Regions from separate parts of the Mus musculus genome. Here all the other regions are linked to region 1. A link is a contact called in public promoter capture Hi-C data. All regions are on one chromosome and are shown on one strand. Each heading gives the region's core, a stretch centred on a gene start, on an enhancer-like site or on the middle of the called end of the contact. The rest is flanking DNA. Distances are from core to core; before and after follow the strand shown.

Region 1 (3,738 bases), core at 449-2,948:
GCTGTTGAAGAAAGCTCTTTATGAGGAGTGAAGAAAACCACAAACTGGACACCAAGAAAAAGACCCTTTTCAAAATACATAGGGGATTCAGCACCCCAAATCCAATCTTTTCTGGAGAACTGGCGTTTTTAAAGTCTTTGAAGAGTCTCTCCCCCCCCCCTCCCCCAAATGTAGGGTTGGTCGATTTGAATAAAGAATTGATGGTGAATTAGGCCAGAACTGTTGTGTAATGTGTCCTGTGCAGGCCTTGAACTTGTTCAACCGGCCCATCAGCAGGGGGCTTGCTGTTGTTGCAGGTGAGAGTTAAAAGTGTGGGGGTCCCTGCAAGCTCTGCTGCCAGCGGATCCCCAGAAAGTAAGAAGTAAACGTGGTTCAGCATGACTTAGCCGGGCTGGTACAAACTTCGGGAGTCTGACTCCAGTTTATTTTTATTTATTTATTTATTACTTATTTAAACAGTAAAACTTTCAAAAGAAAAAAAAAAAGGTTTTCTTGTGACAACTATTACCACAAAGCTTAGGACACGGTTATATCTAAACTCCCTTGCAAAGTGCATGTTTTCTTGAAAAGCACCATGACCTCTTCCACAAGAGTGGGTTCTGTTGACTGAGAAAACATGCTCAGGAGAAGAGCCTAGGGAGGAAAGGTTTTTATAATCATAATAGCAAACTCTTTTTCAAATCCATGAGATCTCTCTTATAAGGATGGAGTCTATGGACTGGAAATGCTCAGGAAAAGGGGGATTCAGGTGAGAGCTAGCTCCACAGAATGGTAAAATTACCTGGTATTCAACAACCTCCATTCCAGCCTTCCAAGTGAATAGCTGTCAATTTCTTCCATTGAAGAAAAAGATCTGCATGTTTAACAATTCTGGTTTCTATAGGACTACCTGGAAGCACATGCCCTCCTACCCTCTACACAAAAGCCTACACAGCCTTTTTTTGAGGCTGCTAAGCTTGTATTGAGTTAGGAGGTTGAGGTTGAGGAAGAAGTTAGCCAACTTGACAATTCATCACCTGTTACCTAGCCGTGGCTCCTCTCCTTATCTGCCTACCTCGGAGTCTTACTCTCAGTCTTTCAATAGCACTAATTAACAACTTGGCTGGGGCACTTGTATTTCAGTTGTCCCTTATATCCAGGGATTAAATGGCTTGCCAGCATTTTACCAAATTTGCAGGAATTGTGATGCCCCTTCCCTAAAAAAAAAATCTATAAACTCGAGTTGGCAGCAAAGCATCAAGCAACTGATCTCAGTCAATGCCAAGGCCTTCAGTGCTGTTGGAGAACTGAATCAATTACTCATTGAAGATGCCGACAGAGAAACGCTGGTTTCACAGATAACCCCAAAGTCAGAAAACTGTAAGTTCTTAAGTTCTTGCACATTGTGGGTTTTGGATTTAACAGTTTCTCACATAGCTGTTAGTGTGCTCCCAAAGAAGTAGCTGGGAGAATTCCTGAGTTACCGATGTTCCCAAGCCACTGAAGAGATGAACTCAAGTAGGTGAAAAGGTGTGATGTGTGTGGGAGGAGGTGGGAGATTGTTACATTAGGTACCGTGAAGCTACAGACACAGGGCAGGGAGTAGCACCCATGGGATGAAGCGAGTATCTCCCAAGCTCAAGTCCAACTCAGAAAGCCCACAACCACCGGAAAGAGATGACCCTGGTGGGCGGGTAGCGGAAGCGGAAGTAGATACCGGAAGCTGCGATGGTGACGCCTGCCATGGCTGAAGTACTGTCCGCGGGACCGGAGTCGGTGGCGGGCTGCCGAGCACGGGCCGTGCACAAGGTGCTGAATCAGGTGGTTCTCCCCGGGGAGGAGCTGGTGCTGCCGGACCACGAGGACGTAGACGGCCTTGGCGGCGCCGGGGAGCAGCCGTTACGCCTGAATGCGGGTGCGCGCCCGAGGCTGCGCGTAGTGTGTGGCCCAGGTTTGCGACGCTGCGGGGACCGTCTGCTGGTCACCAAGTGTGGCCGCCTGCGTCACAAGGAGCCCAGCGGAGGCGGCGGCGGCGTTTACTGGGTGGACTCGCAGCAGAAGCGGGTGAGCGGATGTCGGAGAGGCGGCGCTGCCGCGAAAGTGGGCCCCCTGCAAGCGATCATAGGTTAAGGCGAATCTAGAGCCGCGGTGGCTTCTAGCCCCCTCTCTGCATCTTCTTTAGAGGAACCACAATAGGAACACATCCTGAGAAGGGTGACAGGAGAGAAAGGTTCCGTGAGATCTTGTCTTGAAAAACCCAAAGCCTCGGGGTTGCCATTTGGTGTCCCAGTTGCAATGAGTCCAAATAAATCACAGGGAATTAAAATTCCCATAGAATAATTAAGAGCTTTCACTTAGGAATAATGTCAAATGGAGTGGGTTTCCTTGAATGTAAAGATTCTTGTGCCACCAGACTTGTAAAGGATGCTGAGAAAACTTGAAACTTGATCAAGTGTGAATTAGACGTTCATAAAGTTGGACTGGTGCGGGCCGGTTTTGTAGTTGCAGCTACATGGGGAGTATGAGTTGGCTGGATAGGTTGAGACCCACCCTGATCAACCTAGATGAAAGTTTCAGAAGATATTTTGTAATGATATTTGTATTATTTATGACTGTTCTTTCATTCTGCTTTTAGTATGTACCTGTGAAAGGGGACCACGTGATTGGCATAGTGATCGCTAAATCTGGAGATATATTCAAAGTTGATGTTGGAGGGAGTGAGCCAGCGTCTTTGTCTTACCTGGCATTTGAAGGGGCAACTAAAAGAAACAGACCAAATGTGCAGGTAATAATGGGAGTCTTTGGTTTCAACAAGAAAAAATATCCACTCCCGAGAAAGTTAACTATCCAGAGGGCTACTTGAATTGTCTTCAAAGCATAAACCAGTTCTCCAAGACAGTTTATAAGAGTTTCTCAGGCGCTGCGGCTCCAGAAGTATTGCTGTATGTCATGTTTGCAGCCTTGGTTCTTTTCTACCGGGTTGAAGAGTTACATCTGCTATCCCCCTCCTTACCTGTCATGTCTGAATCCACCCCATGAGGAAAATGGCCCTAGTCTAAGGGCCATGGGCACTATTGGCTATCTGTTCATCATGGCTCTAAATCCTTGGAGCTGGAGCTGACAGAAGAGTAATCTTGTTTCTGTAGGTTTTCAGGTTGGGCTTTCTGGGTAGTTTAGCCATGTTCTTCCTGAACACCTGAGCCAGAAATGTGCTGGCCTCTCTGCTGCTTTTTCTTCAACTCTCAAGGGTCTTTAGTCACTCAATCTTATTTGTTCCTTCTCTTATCTTTTGTATGCCAACCCCTTTGTCTCACTTTTGACAGGAGCGGGCAACAATCTTATGAACTCATTAAAAAAAAAAATCTCATTAAAAAAAGGATTGTTCAAATCACACAGAGAGCATTGTACTCAGGGGTCTTTCCTCGTGGTTTCTGTTACTTCATGGAACCATATTTAAGCTTCACAGTGTAACTGGGCTTTGTTTCCTTCCCTTGGGTCTTTATTAATGGTGTTCCTGTTTGGAGCTGTGTCCTCAGCCCTAGGAGACATCACCTTTGAGGTCCAGGCTGACTGAGTTGATGACTGTCTCATCGTCACTTGTCCTGCATATTCACCACACACTGGGTTCATTCTCATTGCCCTGTGCAGGACCACATGCCCAGGAAGCCGGAAAAGGTGTAATGATTCCCGCTAGGTTTTGTAATCACCCACAACAGTGGGGACTTACAAGGCATTTTTAAAGTATGCACAGGAAAGTGT
Region 2 (3,738 bases), core at 371-2,870, 820 kb before region 1:
ACCGCTGTGGGGTTTGTCTTAACCCAGGGGAGGGAGCCTCCACTGTTCTACTGCCTCCTACTCCACTGCAAGCACAGAAGCTAGGAAACTGTTTAGCAAGTCGGCACTCCTGATGTATTAGGACATTCTCTCAGGTACTACTGGCAGAAACCTGGGGCTCCACTATATGGGATTCGCTTGGTTGTCTTAACATTCCAAGGGAGGAAGCTAACCCAATTAAACTTGGGGGAGGGAGGGCTTTTTTTCTCAACGATGTCAGCATTTATCTGTGTGTATCACCTCTGAGACATTAGCAGTTGACAAAATAAACATCATCATGAACTACTGGTGAGCACAATATCTCATTTAGCCCCCCGTAGAAACCAAATGGCTTAGTATTATCCACAGTCCACGCTTAGGTTTAAGAAGTCATATGACCCTGACAAGATCACATAGTAAATAATCGAGATGTCGAGCTTCGAACCTAAACCCTTCGGTTCTAAAGTTTTTTCTTGCCTTAACCCTTTGGACCTAACACTAACAGCTCCAAGTGTGTTCTTGAAAGGCAATAATGGTGCAACAAAACAAAATTTATGGCAACACAACGACGTCCTTGCCGGCGACCATCAAAACTGACATGAGAATTAATAATCTGCTCGGGTTTTCCTGCACTTTCTTATAAGGGAAATATGCTTAAAGCCAATCCAACAAAACACCCCGTGCCTGTTTATTAGTGACCTCTGGGGTGTTGGTATTCTTTTTTTGAAGCCTAAAAGAGGGGAATCAGCGGGTGGCAGGTGGAGGAGAAGGGCTCAGATTGCAATACATCCGACCTCTGTCATAGCTTTGTTCTTTTCCTGTCTTCCCAGGGTCCTTTCCAAGTACACCCTGGAGGGCTAAAAGGAAAACACTGGTCCACTAGATATATCTCCTCCACTAAGTGATCCTAAGAGGCAGCAGCAGACAGACACACGTGCGGTTTCCATGATCAGTAGTGAGGGATTAAGTCCTCAGTGTCGCGGGACCCCAGGTCGGATTTGCTCACGGGATTCACCAGGCCTTCCTTTCCCATGACTGAAGGAGATGGGGTAGCAGGGAGGCCGTCGCTTTCCCGAAGCCACTATCCACAACCGAGCCAGCAGCCTCCCTTTGGGGCTCCCCGAGCCCTCCCGGGGAGAAAGGATTCCTATCCGTTCCCGGGAGACTGAAGGCGAGCCCGGCCTCGGTTCTCACCCGGACGCAGTGGCCAGGCCGAGAGCACTTACCATCGTTCTCGTAGCTGTGCCGCCTCCGCGACATGCTGCTTGCTGGTGCGCAGCCGATCTGAGTTGCTAGCCGCCTGCAACCCCAGAACCGTCGGGCTGCCGGCCGGCCGGTGCGCGGTCAGCGGCGAGGCGCGCGGACTGAGCGGCGCGCAGGCGCACTCGCTTACGACGCCTGCCGGAAGCGCGTGCAGAGGGGCACCGGATGGGCTCCGCAGTGGAAGGCCGGCGTCTGCAAGTCCAATTGCGGCCGCCTCCTCCGGCTTTCCACCCCGGGCCCTTCTGGACAGCGAGCTAAATTATCCGGGCCGCAGCGATCCCGCCTCGGCTTTATACAGGCCCGGCGGGATTTTCCCGGCGGCCCCTGCGCCGACGACTTAGGAGACTTCCGGAGAAAGGTGACGGCTCAGGGACTCTCTGCGCACGCGCGCGCCGGGGGGCGTGGGCTCGAGGGCGGGGAGCAGCGCCAAGTTGGTGAAGGGAGACCCAGGAAAGGCCTAGGGTTTGCGGGTAGGTGTTCTCTCTTTCTCTCTCGCCATCCCGCTGTAGACGCCTCGGGAGACCTGAGCGGGGAGGAGGGCAAGCCACTTTCAGCGGTAGGGAATCCAGGCCCGTCCGGCTGAATCTGCTCACTGTAGTCCTACTGCCTACTTCTCCCAGCTGACGGACGCCCCAGCTACTGATCGGTGTGGTTCCAATTGTTCTATTCCTCTGCACGTGTACAGTATGTGGACGTCCTCTGCCCTGTGATGGACACCAAACTGTCTTGTCCATGGTCTAGCCCAAACTTTTCCTTCAGTCTTACCTGTTACAGTAAATGGCCGTTTCGGTAGTTTGCTTAAATCCAAGAATTTAGGGAGGAGTCATTAGCTCCTTCACTTCCTGTGTTACAGTTTATCCACTAACACTGCCTGCTATACTCTGAGAGCAAGTCTAGTCAAACTTATTTACTATGCTTAAAACTCTTCACAGACTTAAAGCAATATTTTATGTATTTGTAAGTCTGTACATCATCCTGGAACTGGAGTTTCAGACTCTCTGTGAGCAAGGAGGAGAGTGCGCGGGAGCGGGGTGGGGGTGCTGAATCCCGGGTCTTCTGCTAGAGCAGTAAGCACTCTTAACCAGTGAGCCATCTTGCCATCTTTCCGGCTCTACTTCTCTTTGTTTATTTTAAAGATTATCGTTTTTCTATTCTTTTCATTTATTTATTCGTACATGCAAGCAATCCATCTTTCCAGGAATTTCCACTGCGAATTCCAAACTATGGCTTCTTGGGTTCTGTTCCCGTCATTGTGTGTAAACCACCATGTTCTTCTGCTAAAGTCCAGCTTGTTCACATTTTAGGAATCAAGACTTATTTTCTTTATCTGTTGGTCTCTGCTCTGAAATTTACATGACTAACTGTCAGGGACCTACAGAGTTATTTCTCTGACTCCTCAACTCTTGCTTTATTTCATTCAGCAAGTACTATATTGTATTAATTAACATTTGTCACCGTCTGTACATGGGACAACGAGACGGTGTTCAGGATACTGAAGCCCTAAGTGACCCTCTCAGGAATGATCACAGGTACTGTAGTCTGACGGACTTAATAGCAAAGGGCGAGTGGTACAAATTATCACTCATCCTTTGCTATTGAGGACAGATTATCCAGAGTAAGACTTTGGAAGAGTCCTCCAAGAAAGGATTTTAATATATTCTCATCTGGCTCCAGTTGCCTGAAATGAGCCAATTCGAGCCAGATGAGAATATATTAAAAATGGGTTTATTGGGAATCTGCTCTCAGGTGAGTTCACTGACCGCTACCAGGATTGAGACCAGGGAAGTCACTATGGGGATGGGGGTGGAGGAGGGAAGAACACAGGAGCAAAGAAAGAAGGGAAGGAGGCCCAACAAGGAGGCCAAAAGGTCTGGATTGTATAGAGAGGAGCCTCTGGGGGAAGGTTCAGGGTTGGGACAGGGTATACCAGATAGGGACTATGGGATACTGGGAGAACCTGAAGACCATGTCTGCTTTGATATGTAAAATATGCACCTTGGTCCAAGGTTAGAAACCAAACCTTAACCATTACTAAATCAGATAAGAAGTGAGTGTAGTTCAAAGTGGATTGCTGACTTTCAAAGGATGGCAAAGCATTGGGCCTGGTATAGTGGCCCCGAATTCTAGAAGTAGAGGCAAGGGGAATCTTAAATTTAGGATTACTAGAACCTCAAGGCCAGCCCCTACTATATAGCAAGACCCAGACTCAGAAAAATTAATTTAAAAACTAGGGGTTGGCCCAGGCAGCATACACCAGCTGATAGGAGGCCCCAGACACATATATAGCAGAGGACTGTGTGGTCTGGCCTTAGTGAGGGAAGATGCACCTAACCCTCAAGAAACTTGAGGCCCCAGGGAGTGGGGGCATTCTCTTGGGCAGGGGACAGAGAAGGTGTGGGATGAGGAACAGAGGGCAGACTGGAAGGTGGATAAAGACTAGACTGTAAAAAAGATTCA
Region 3 (3,738 bases), core at 325-2,824, 720 kb before region 1:
CAAGAGCCAGTGGCTGTCTAAACCGTGGACTGCAAGGCTAGCTCATTAGAGAGCAGATGCCAGAGTGACAGGCGCCCTGTCTTCACTCTGCCTGTTTGTTGTGAGGTTTGAAGTCGGTGAGAATCTTCCTATTGGGTGATTCCCCTTTCACTCATTTATCTGTGAAGCCCGGAGATAGCTTTAGAGAAAACGGAGCGATCTTCAGGATCTATTACTAGACTCTCCACACTATTACTCCAGCCTGGGAAAGTCCCAGACATTAGCAGATCACAAAAGAGGGGTGCAGAGTCCCCAAACCTGCCAGGAAAGGTCGGTAGAGACAGGAAAGGCAAGCAGACTGCAGTGGGGGTTGGCATGACCTTGAGCAAAGGGTTCTGAAGCCCTTACAGGGGCAACAGTGGGACCCAGGGTGAAAGATAAACCCTGTGGGAGGGAGCCCCCACTAAGAAAGAACCCAGAATCTGGGTTTAGAGTCTGGCTCTGCCAGGTCTTCGGAATCTCATGGGGAAAGCTGAGAGAGGTAACTAAACAGAGAGCTGGGGAGGTTCCGGGTTAAGGGAGTTATCACAGGTGCCACACAGGGAACTGAATTGCCTGAGCCTGCCCAGTTCATTTGGTCACTTGTTTTGCCGAGGTGCTGCTAGCAACTCAGCCTAGAGATGCTCCCAAACACCCCAGGCACACTTCCCAGGCTATTCCGAGGGCCACAGTGGGTCCTAGGCCAGGATTTGAGTTCCAAGAGCCACCAAAGTCTCTGACTTTTGCAGCTGTGTCCTCAGCATCCTTACCCTGCCTGAAACTGCAGAACAGGTGCAGGGGAGTGTAGGCAGTTCAGAGCACGCCCTGGCCACTCTCGTGGCCCCGGGTACCATCTCTTTGAAGGACCCTAACTTCACCTTACAAACAGGAAAACGAGATCCAGAAAAGAAAGGAGGGTTGCCTAGGCCGCCCCTCAAACTGGAGACAACCAGTGGCCTCCTGCCTCTACCTGGTTGCGCGCAGCGAGGCAAGCGCAGCTGGTGCTTTAAACCTCAGCTAGTTCCAGCAGTTTGGGAAACTTTTCAGGCGCCGGCCAGATCGGTGCTCAGAGGACTCAGCGTCCCCCGAGCGTGTATCCCCTTCCTCCCCAGACTCCCAGGAGGGCTCGTGACCAGCTCACAACGTGCCAATGCCCAAGGCACCCCGGGCGGCTCCCAAGGTCCCCGGGAGACCAGGTCTAGTGCCCCGGGCGCCCTGACTAGGGTTGGGCGCATCAGGCTGCAGGGACGCTTAGCGCCAGCGACCCGATCATCAGGCTGGGGAACCGGACCCCGATCCCCGAAGGCCACCCGAGGCGGCGGCTATTTATAGAGGGAACCGTGCTCAGTCCCTTCTCAGCGGCTGCGACAGCTGAATATTTTGCCCAGATATGGCTGCGCCCCGGCGCGGCGGCAGGGAGCCCCGCGAGGCCGAGGGGGACCTAGGGATGGCGGGCGGGGGGTCTTACCGGGATGCGGGGTGGCGCGAGCGCGGGCGGCGGCAATGAGCGGAACGCGGGGCTTGGCGAGTTCCCTGGCGGCCGCGGGTGGGAAGCCGGGGGCGGGCCCTGTTCTGCTGTCACCGCGCCCCGCCCCAACCCGCCGCCCTCCCCGCCCTCCTGCTCTACCAGGGGCGACAGGGTGCTGCGCGGTCCCCGGCCTGGGAGCAACACTCGCTATTAGGATCTAGGGCCACCCCAGCCCCGGAGGCAGGGGAATGTGTGGTTCCCTGCCTTGTTCTCGGTTTCTCCAACTTGATTTTATGCTACGTTGGAGGTATCTGGACAAAGTCGCGCAGATCTTTACTCTCGTCTAGAATGTTCCAGTAAAGTCAGCACAGCTACACCTAGCTTCCTTTGAAGAGGCAACCTGTCCCCTCGGCCAGGACTGGCACGGGCCCAGGGCTTAATAACCATCTGTGGACGTGCAATTCCAACGCAGAATTGAACGCCTTCTCCCTACACAGCATTGAGACTGGAGCGTCCGAAATCACCACTTAAAATAATCGGAATGAAAGTTCCTCCTTCTTAAAAGGCTAATGTGTTCTCTCCAGAACAAACCACTTAAACCCAAACCGAAGCCTTTAAGTGTTTCAATAAACAAACGGCTCCTACCAACGAATCCAAACAGGCACAGGGAACATCTCCGTTGGATTATCCTACCGTATTTTTTGGTGAGGGAAATCTTAATTCCTAGATGCCTAAGGAGAAACGCTGAAAAGTATTTTCCTAATGCATTACTGTATTATAAAACCCTCGCCCTATTAAGAATGTCCTTTTCAAGGGAGAAGTGGGGTGTATTTTTAAACAAAGCAGGGACTTACTATTCCCAAGGACTTATTTTTAAGCGTTTTGTTGTGGGTGTAAATACTTTCAGGGCACATATTAGTGTGTAGCTTTCTGAATTTTATAGTAAGAACACCTGTGCAAGCCAACCAACAGCCTGACCCCGCTCCCCAGTCACCCACCTCTCCCTTCTAAGACACTGTTTTGTGGACCCTTCCAGAAGTCTTGCCCTTATTGTCAGGTTGGTGCCTCTTGCTCGCTGCTGAGGCTAATTTGTGACGCACCATTCTTTCCTACTGTTCAATTTATAGGTTTCATCCCCAGCGAATTTACCATATGAACATAATATGGTATTTCCATATGAATGCATCCTATTTTAAAAGTGTACTTTGCTAGTAGTGGAAATTCAGAATATTAGTGTGGCTCAGATTATTCTTTCTCATGGTCTGCAGGAAGCTGAGTTGGAGAGTTGAGTCTCTAGGAGAGATGAGCAGAGGATTAATGCTACTTGCAAGTGGTTCCCACTTAAGTTAAACCACTTCGGTTTAACAAGAATTGCTACATTGTAGCTACACTGGTAGAGAGGAGCCGCATTCATTGAGGCTTTGATCCACAACACCAATGCCCTGTGTTCACATTTGCTGACACCTTTTTGTTTATTGGCCAGCTGGATTTTCTTTTTTTGTGAAGTGTTCGTTCAAACTTCTTGCCTATTTTTACCGAAATACCCAATATATCAACACAATATGGACACATACCATATACCACATATGTAATATGCAACAGTGCGTATCCTTCCACTTTGCTCTTTCTCCTCCAGCCTTTTAAAGACAGCTGTCTCTGGCTCCCAGGTGCTCTGCCAGCTGTGTCTGGTACTTTGCTACCTTAGTCTCTCACAGGCAGGGCTCTGGTCCACTGGGAATGGACTCCGGACTTCAATACAGGCTAGTGGCTAAATTCATGTGTGTGTCAAGCGACCTCACATCACACTAATTTTATCCTTCCATCAAAAAACATAAATGCTTTAAGAATGGAAATGTTTAAGTCAGGGAAATAGGAAAGGCTTCCTTTGGTTGTGTACAATTCAGGGATCTGTGTTCTTTTCTGCTGCTGAAAGACATGGCTATAAAAATCATGACTTTGCAGCTATTGGATGGAACACAGGGCCCCCAATGGAGGTGCTAGAGAAAGTACCCAAGGAGCTAAATAGGGTCTGCAACCCTATAGGTGGAACAACAATATGAAATAATCAGTATCCCCAGAGCTCGTGTCTCTAGCTGCATAAGTAGCAGAAGATGGCCTAGTCGGCCATCACAGGGAAGAGAGGCCCCTTGGTCGTGCAAACTTTATATGCCTCAGTACAGGGGAACACCAGGGCCAAGAAGAGGGAGTGGGTGGTTAGGGGAGTGGGTGGGGGAGCATGTGGGGGACTTTTG

What was found. Promoter capture Hi-C pulls out the DNA fragments that hold promoters and counts their contacts.
Region 2: a promoter capture Hi-C map of liver shows a contact between it and region 1, with 6 times the contacts expected there. The contact joins the promoter of Ncbp1 here to the promoter of Exosc3 in region 1. A contact is called at or near these places in 13 of 39 promoter capture datasets (the 3T3-L1 cell line, 3T3-L1-derived adipocytes, the C10 cell line and 8 more), 5 of 115 datasets of contacts at active chromatin or transcription factors (bone marrow-derived macrophages, embryonic hindbrain, embryonic stem cells and 2 more) and 3 of 9 other capture datasets (adipose tissue, embryonic stem cells and liver).
Region 3: a contact with region 1 is called in a promoter capture Hi-C map of cranial neural crest. The contact joins the promoter of Tmod1 here to the promoter of Exosc3 in region 1. A contact is called at or near these places in 2 of 39 promoter capture datasets (the 3T3-L1 cell line and cranial neural crest).

The regions. Positions count from the first base shown.
Region 1 is chr4:45,318,576-45,322,313 of GRCm38.p6, reverse strand. It overlaps Exosc3 (exosome component 3), which reads left to right and starts at 1,698. Exons shown (of 4, transcript NM_025513.4): 1 at 1,698-2,043; 2 at 2,615-2,764. The coding sequence starts at 1,723.
Region 2 is chr4:46,136,393-46,140,130 of GRCm38.p6, reverse strand. It overlaps Ncbp1 (nuclear cap binding protein subunit 1), which reads right to left and starts at 1,620. Exons shown (of 23, transcript NM_001033201.3): 1 at 1,245-1,620. The coding sequence starts at 1,278. It overlaps Tstd2 (thiosulfate sulfurtransferase (rhodanese)-like domain containing 2), which reads left to right and starts at 1,656. Exons shown (of 10, transcript NM_173033.3): 1 at 1,656-1,751.
Region 3 is chr4:46,037,058-46,040,795 of GRCm38.p6, reverse strand. Tmod1 (tropomodulin 1) reads right to left here and starts at 1,574. Exons shown (of 10, transcript NM_021883.2): 1 at 1,487-1,574.